2 separate regions of the Mus musculus genome follow, and region 2 is linked to region 1. The links are chromatin contacts, called in public promoter capture Hi-C maps. All regions are on one chromosome and are shown on one strand. The core of a region is the stretch at or near the end of the contact, and the rest is flanking DNA. Distances in the headings are between cores, read along the strand shown. Region 1 holds the start of 4933401D09Rik (RIKEN cDNA 4933401D09 gene). Region 2 holds the start of Spaca6 (sperm acrosome associated 6).

The links. Promoter capture Hi-C pulls out the DNA fragments that hold promoters and counts their contacts.
Region 2: a promoter capture Hi-C map of pre-B cells shows a contact between it and region 1, with 6 times the contacts expected there. The contact joins the promoter of Spaca6 here to the promoter of 4933401D09Rik in region 1. A contact is called at or near these places in 4 of 39 promoter capture datasets (cranial neural crest, hippocampal neurons, liver and 1 more), 1 of 115 datasets of contacts at active chromatin or transcription factors (differentiating embryonic stem cells) and 1 of 9 other capture datasets (adipose tissue).

What each region holds. Positions count from the first base shown.
Region 1 is chr17:15,629,699-15,633,607 of GRCm38.p6, reverse strand. 4933401D09Rik (RIKEN cDNA 4933401D09 gene) reads right to left here and starts at 1,820. Exons shown (of 4, transcript NR_045431.1): 1 at 1,713-1,820; 2 at 509-591.
Region 2 is chr17:17,828,774-17,832,456 of GRCm38.p6, reverse strand. Spaca6 (sperm acrosome associated 6) reads right to left here and starts at 1,482. Exons shown (of 9, transcript NM_001162909.1): 1 at 1,195-1,482; 2 at 318-398. The coding sequence starts at 1,453. It overlaps Mir99b (microRNA 99b), which reads right to left and starts at 2,269; the gene lies at 2,200-2,269. Mirlet7e (microRNA let7e) reads right to left here and starts at 2,105; the gene lies at 2,013-2,105. It overlaps Mir125a (microRNA 125a), which reads right to left and starts at 1,645; the gene lies at 1,578-1,645.

The sequences.
Region 1 (3,909 bases), core at 571-3,070:
AAGCATGAGGTAAGAGTAACCCGAATTTGAGGCTCTCTAGTCTACCTCAAAGGGAAGTCTTGTCTACAAACAAATAAGCAAACGAACAAACAAAACAACAACAACAATAAAGACCACACTATAGCTAAACCAAAGTAAATAAAAATACTCCAAACCACAGAAACACTGTATTTTATCTATAGACTGGTTAAGGCCAAATTATGTGGTGAAGTAGGTGTCATATTGCCAGCCAGACTGTGTGTGGGATGCATGTTGAGAGCACCTGTTAGGACCAGGTGTGTATAAATGCACGCATTCTCTGACTCCATAATTGTGGTTCTATAAATTTATCTTAGCAGATGCTTGTACATTAACATAATACAAAAAGACTATATACCACCTTTCAAATAAAAAGTCCTGTGAACAGTTGGAAAGTCTAATAAAGGGGAAGGAGCTGCTTAACGTCTTAGTTTGTATTAATGCACAGGGATGCTAAGTAGTGCTACAATGAATGAAGGGCTGAGCTCACCAAGACTTATCAAGATCCTCATATTCATTAGGAGTGGAAAGTTTCTCCTTCTTTCGTGTCTTTTTGCAGGAAAAAAAATGTATCTGGAAGACACAGGCAGTATAAGCAGATTTTCACTTGCCACAGTGAAGCAAACATGTGTGGACAGTATATTCTAGAGAGATTGAAGCAGGCCCCTGAAAGGGGATTAGCAGCAAAAAATACAAATAAATAAATAAATAAATAAATAAATAAATAATCCAATTCCTTACTTAGAGATTTAAGTTTGTCTTTCATCAAACACAGGTATAAGAAATCCCTCTAATAAACCTGTGTATGAAGGTTTATTACCTGTAGTTGGAAATGAAGGGAGTAAGATTATTTTGACAACTGAGTTCTACCCTCCAGACACATACAGGAGAGAATTGACTCCCACAGCTTGCCTTCTCATCTACACACACACACACTCACACACACACACACACACACACACACACACGCACACACACACACATACACTGTGCACTTGCACATATAAAAGATAAAAACAATTAAATATAATTTTTGAAAAATCTGCCTTTAAGATAGTACCTGGTCTAGAATTTGCAGCATAACTTCACTCTTTTTCACTAATCTGATTTATTCTCAAAAAGTTCAATGACAGCCAATTCTCAAAGCCTAACTTAAAATGTCATATGACTATTCATTTTAATTTTAATAGAACTTAAAATACTGAGGTCAAGGGACTGAAGCTCAAATGAGTGTTGCCTACAGGAGAATCTGTCCATTGCAGAGAGGGAGCCAGTTGAGTAAGCCTTGGCCAAGAGCCTGGGACAGGAAGTGCTATCAGAGTCCCCAGGGTTGTGGTACTGTGGGACTGTTCAGGTTAAATACTGTTCATTAAAGTTTTGCTTCCCAGGAGAGAAAAACAATAGTGACTAAAACTGGCATGTTAGCAAAGCTACCTCCAGAGACTTCCTGAAGCTCTCTGAGGATGGTGCCCGAGTATTTCAAGAGGTTTCTCTTACTGTCTCTTTTACCTCATTATCCGCATAAGACACTTAAGGTGAGGAGGGTGGTTTTCAGACAGGCGTAGTTCCCGGTTCGGTTCGTTGAAGAGGAGGTCCTCTGGTAATTTAGCAGGAGAGTTTAAATTTCATCTGTTGCGATGGATCCTGCCATCCTGCATTCCTAGAGAGACTTTTGAAAAATAACTGTTACAAACCTGTAAGCAGATGATTTGGTTGCAGAGTAAAACGGAGGAAGGTGGAGGGAGTTGGAGGAGCAGAGGCAGGAGAGACGGAACTGATTAGTGCCTGGTGGGGATAGTGTTGATTCAGGGTGACCGTGACTACTCTCACAGCCAGAAGCCCTGTCCCCCCCCACCCCACCCCCGCTCCCCGCCCCCCCACCCCACCCCCCACCCCCGCGCACTAAAATGAGCTAGCAGAAGCAGTTAGGGAGCTACAGAGTATCAAAGAAGGGGAATAAGAAAAAAGTAAAGGAACTGTGTAAAGAATTGTATCTGGCCTGAGGGGGAAGGATCAAGGTCCCTTGCAGCGCGAGTTTCTCTTCTTTGTGAAAAAAAAATTTTTTTTTTTCCCAGATGAAACGGGAACCAATGGGGCCGTTGGGAGAGGTTACATGGAACATTTTGGGGGAGGGGGTATAGAGGAACATTCCTTAAGTAAAACATTTAAAGGAACGAAAATGTATGAGGATAATGCAGGGTAGAGAAGGGGGCTAAACCACCGTGTGTGTGCTCTTGTGTGAGTATATGGGTAGAAACCGATGGTCACTGTCTACAATCTTCACGTTTCTCTTGCTCTCCACCTTGGCGTTGGTTTTTGGTTGTTTTTAGGGTGTTTGTTTGTTTGTTTTTACCTTTTTGGTTTGTGTTTTGTTACTTGAGACAGGGTCTCATTATGTACCTGCTTGGCTGGCCTGGAATTTGCTATGTAGATAAAGCTGGCGGGCAAACTCAGAGGTCTGCCTGTCTCTGCTTCTGGAATACTGGGATTAAAGGTAGGCACCACCATGCTGAGGCTCCTCTTCACTCTTTTTAAGGGAAAGGGAGAGGGGGAGGGTGAAGGAGAGCGAAAGAGACTCTACATTGCCCTGACCACTCTGAACCTCTTGAGTACTGGGATCAAAGGCATCACCATCACACTCAATCTACCTTAGTTTTCAAGTGGTTCTCATTAAACACTGAGCTAACAGATTTCAGCTAACCCGCCTGACCGGTGAATTTTGTGGATCTTTCTGTCTCCACAGCCTAATACTAGGCTTATAGATGCATGTTGCTATGGATTTTTATGTGGGCGCCAGTGATCCAAATTCAAGTCCTCGTGTTTGTACAGCAATGATCTTACACATTGATTAGACATCCCCAATACTGCACTGAGGGTCTCAGAAATGCTGAATTTACTTGGGACAAGAAGTCGGGAGCTGAAAACAACCTAAAATGCTTTGAAGTTAACCCCCCACATTCCTGTCTCTCTGGATACATCGGGATCTGCTTGGATGATCTGACACCCATTTATTAAGCCATCTTCAATGTCAGACCGTTATTTCTAACCACAATGGAGAAGCATATGTTATTTTAAACCCTCAGCCCCACTTTGTACATAAGACCTCATTCTCTCATCAGTTCTGTAAGATCTTGGTCAGAAAATAGACGCTTGCCTACTACCAGTGACTTCAAACCCTCTTGTAATTCCATTTGATCCAGATCTTACTTTTTTAAACTTCTCATTTTGAAGCCAAACATGTTACTGAACACCTTTAATCTCAGTACTTAGGAAGCAGAGACAAGAGGATTTCTCTGAGTTCCAGGGCCAACCAGGACTACCTAGAGAGACCTTGTCTCAAAAAACAAACAGGACTACACTGTCCAGGAAATCAGGTAGGCAGCCTTCATTCCCCCTCCTCCCCTCCTCTTATCCATGGCTTTATAGCAGAACATCTTCTGCAGCCTCCCTTTCCTGTCTTCTGCAGCCTTCTCCTTCCAGTCTGCACCCATTCCCAGCATCTATGCAGATGCCTGTGGCACCTCCAGATTTCCTACCACCTATGGACTTTCTCAGAACCCCACCCCACCCCTTCTAGCCCATCCCCATTCCTTGGAGTCAGCTCCCAATACCTAGAAACATATTCTACTAGGATCCCCCAGCGGATCCTCTTAGGAGAATCTCAGAAGCATTTCTTGCCAGGCAACCCACAGCTGTCACACTCTCCTAAGAACCAGAGAGGGCAACTGAATCCAAGCAATGCAACACCAACACCAGATACCAGTACCAAGAATTACATTCATCTCAGACTCAGATGTTTAGACTCCAGAGTGAAAAGATAATCAATAACAGCCAAGATGCTATGTCTTCATTTAATCCCAGCAACCCTATTCAATCCTCAGCAGGCCCTGA
Region 2 (3,683 bases), core at 233-2,732, 2.2 Mb before region 1:
GAGATGACAAGAATGACTCAATCTGAGAGCCTAAGAAATTTACTATCTTACAGGTGAGTAGTTGGAACCCAGGTTGAGAGGCAGGAACACATCCAGGCTTCAGAGTCCTGACAGTGAGAATCCCAGATAGGTCACATGTACTTGACCCCACAAAAGCTTCAGACTCCCTGTGACTTATTTACTTCCCTCAGTTCCTTGCCATCTTTGACTCCCCTCATCTCTGGAGTTTCCTCAACAAATAACCTAACTCAGACAGGTTCCCAGGGTCACTTCCTCAAGATGACTTTCCCCACCACTTATGCCCATAAAACACTCACCCCGTCGTCTAGCAGCCTTCTCCTGAAGAGAAACTGTCATCTGTGTAAATTCATCATGCAGGTAGCTCCTCTCATCATAGTCTGAAGGTAGATGAGACACCATGGCACAAACCTGGTTCCATGGTGTTCTCTATGTCCCACTCATGGCTGAATATCTCCAAGCCCTGTGATCATCCCAGATTCTATAGCCCCAGTCTATTGTTCTATGTGCCCCACCTAGAGCTCTCTCTCTCTCTCTCTCTCTCTCTCTCTGTGTGTGTGTGTGTGTGTGTGTGTGTGTGTGTGTGTGTTTCCCTAACCCTAACCTAAACCTTCAATCTTGGTATCTCTCCATCCATCTAATCTCTCTCTCTCTAGGCCTGTTACCTGGTACCCTGGATCTGCTTCCTCATCTACATCTTTACTCCAACCCCATTGGTCTCTGTCCCACCTATCTCTAGATCACTGTCTCTCTATTCTTCCTGAAACTACTCTCTGTATCTATACCTATGTCCCTCACTTTGGGACTCTGTTCCTGTCTTATCTCTATGTACCTTACTCTCTGTGTGTCTCTCATCTCTCTGGATTGATTCCTAGCTCTCTGTCCCTCTCTCCAGGTCTCTAATCTCCCCACTCATCTGTGTTCCCAATCCATATCCTCTCTCTGAGCAATGCTTCTACTTTTCCATCTCTTTCCCTTACTGTCTTTAGACTCTCTCTGAGGCACTGTTTTGTCTGTCTCCACCCCACTCTGGACCTGTTTCCTTCCATTGTTTCCACCTGTCTCTCTTCTCTGTGTCTATGTCATGATCCTGTACTTGGCTTTTCTTCTTGGAGTAGCTCAAGGAATCTCCTTCCCCTCCCCAGGGCCCTGGTTCAGGAAGGAGGGGCTCCTCACTGATTTTCATGTCTTTGAGATCTTCAAAAGCCCCTTCAAGCTCATTTCTGCACAGGTTTATCTTGGTTTCCTCTCTGCCCACAAACAGCTGGCAGACACGGAGGCGTTCCTCATAGGTAGTGAAGCAGAAGAGACAGGCCCACGTGGATGCCCTGAAGATCAGCAGGAACAACAGGACAATGCTCCCTACTAAGGAAATAAGACCCATAACAGAGGGTCTCCGGGTCTGAGGAGAAGATAGTGACCTTTGTGAGGTCATTGTGGGGGAGGGGGAGCCTGTGATCAGAGATTGAGTTTCAAATGATGGTCAAGCATCAGGCTCCAGCTAGAGGAAGGTTGCCAGGGGTCACCTGAAATCCCTAAATTTGTGGCTGGGCCAGGCGCCAGGCTCCCAAGAACCTCACCTGTGACCCTGGACGTCCTCACAGGTTAAAGGGTCTCAGGGACCCAGAGGCCGGCAGTGTAGCTATGGTGGACCAGAAAAACCCTTTTCCCCAGAGGTGGGAACGGGGAAGCGAGACAGAAACAGATACCCTAAGCCCCAGAAGATAGAAAGGAACCAGGAGATGCCTCAAAAAGCTCAGAAACCCAGTGTCACAGAGATACATTCACAGCACTAGAGAAACAGAAGCTTCTAGAACCCTAGAGACATTGGCATAAGAGACAGAGACAGAAAATTCGAAAATCTCAAGATGGCATAGAGACTGCAAAGAAAAGGGATAGGATAGAATGTGAACAGAGAAGACACCCCAGCTCCTATCAAGAACTCTTGGGCAATGGTGTGGACCTGGGGTCCCCGCCGGCCCCTTCCAGTGCAGGGCGCAGCCTGGGGAAAGCTAGGAGGCCGTATAGTGATCTCCTCGGGTGTCTTCCTCAACTATACAACCTCCTACCTCAGCCCGGGGGGCGCGGCAGGTGGGCAGATTGACAGATGGATTGATGGGAGACCAGAAGTAGGGAGGGTGGGGAGGGCCGGGGAGGTCCCAGCCGCGATGGTGAGCCCCCGACACGGACCCACAGACACGAGCTTGTGTGCGGCGAAGGCCCCGCAAGGTCGGTTCTACGGGTGGGTGCCAGGACCCAGGAGTCCGGGCCCCCGGCCCCCTCCTCCCCAAGGAACCCAGGAATTCAGTCCCAGCCCCAAAATCTAAGCCCCAGCCCCCCTCTTTCAAGGCCAGAGATCCAGACCTCAGCCCTCCTCCCTCAGTCCCAAAGCTTCCTCCCTTAGACTAAGGGGTAGTGGTCACAGCCCTCCCTCCCACAGATCCAGGGAAGCAGACCCTGCCGCCTTGCACTCAATTCTCCTCAGTCCAGACCCAGGGACTCAGTCCCTAACCCTCACAGTTCTCCTCCACCCCATAGCCCTCCCCGGCAGACTCAGGGTCCAACCAGGCACATCCCTTAGAGAAGACAATCTGGTTAGAGACCTGACTTCTGCACTGCAGAAAGGATGTATCCCCGTTTGTCTTGGCAATCTGAGCCCCTTCTGTAACCCCTAAAGGTTTCATATCCCAGGCCTGAGTTAAAGGCCTTCTGAGTATCAGAAGTCCTCATGGGTCTCATGGAATAATCCTATCTTTTCCAAAACCATTCTCAACCTTTGGGGTGATAGCTATGGTCAAGGAATAATGACACCAACCAGGACCCTGTCTCCTCAACACCTCCCAACTCAGAAATGAGGTCGCTCCCAGCACACAGGAGCCCCCAGAGGGGAAGCCACTAGACCAAAGTCAGTTGTCGGCAGGTGGGAGGAGCCCTAGGACCTGCACCCACCCTGAGGCTCTGAGCACAGAACTGGTCTTCTGGGGCTCCCAGGTTCCATGTCCGTCTTCTTGTTTCTTTCTCTCCACCCATTTTTTCTTACCTTGCTCTTTTCTTATTCTCCCTTTCTTTCTCTGTTTGTATCATCCCTGATGAGGTTTTCCTCTTCGCCCATATCTGAATGCCTGCTCCTCCCGCTGTCTCTGTTCTAGCTGACCCTCTTTACATTCACCTCTCTTCCTCACCTCCTATCTTCTATATCTACTTCTCAAGTCTCTTCCTCTTTTTCACAATCTTCTTTCATTTCCTTCCCTGGCTTTGTCTCTCTTTTTCTCTGGATTCCTATCTCCCTCTCTTTTTCTCCTCCCTGCTTTTTTATTTAGTCTAGCTTCTACCCTCCTCCCATCTTCCAGTCTCCTCCCGGGGTCTCTCCCTTTCTCTCTCTCTTTTCTCCTTCCCTCTTCTCCATCCCCTCCCCCCATTCTTCTCCCTTTCTCCTTCCCTCTCTCTCTTCTCTCTCTCCCTCCCCCTTGCTGCTCGGAGCCAGGTCTGGAAATGGGGGTGGAGTGGGGATGGAGTGGGGGTGGGTTGAGAAGGGGCCCTGGGCCGGGGTAGCGACCTGCTGAGGAGGGGGAGGAGAGGCGGGAAGAGGGCGGAGAAGCAAAAGAGGAGGCGGGGGACCTGAGACCAGTCTTCGGCCTGAGCTCAAGTCCTCCTTTCCCTCCTTC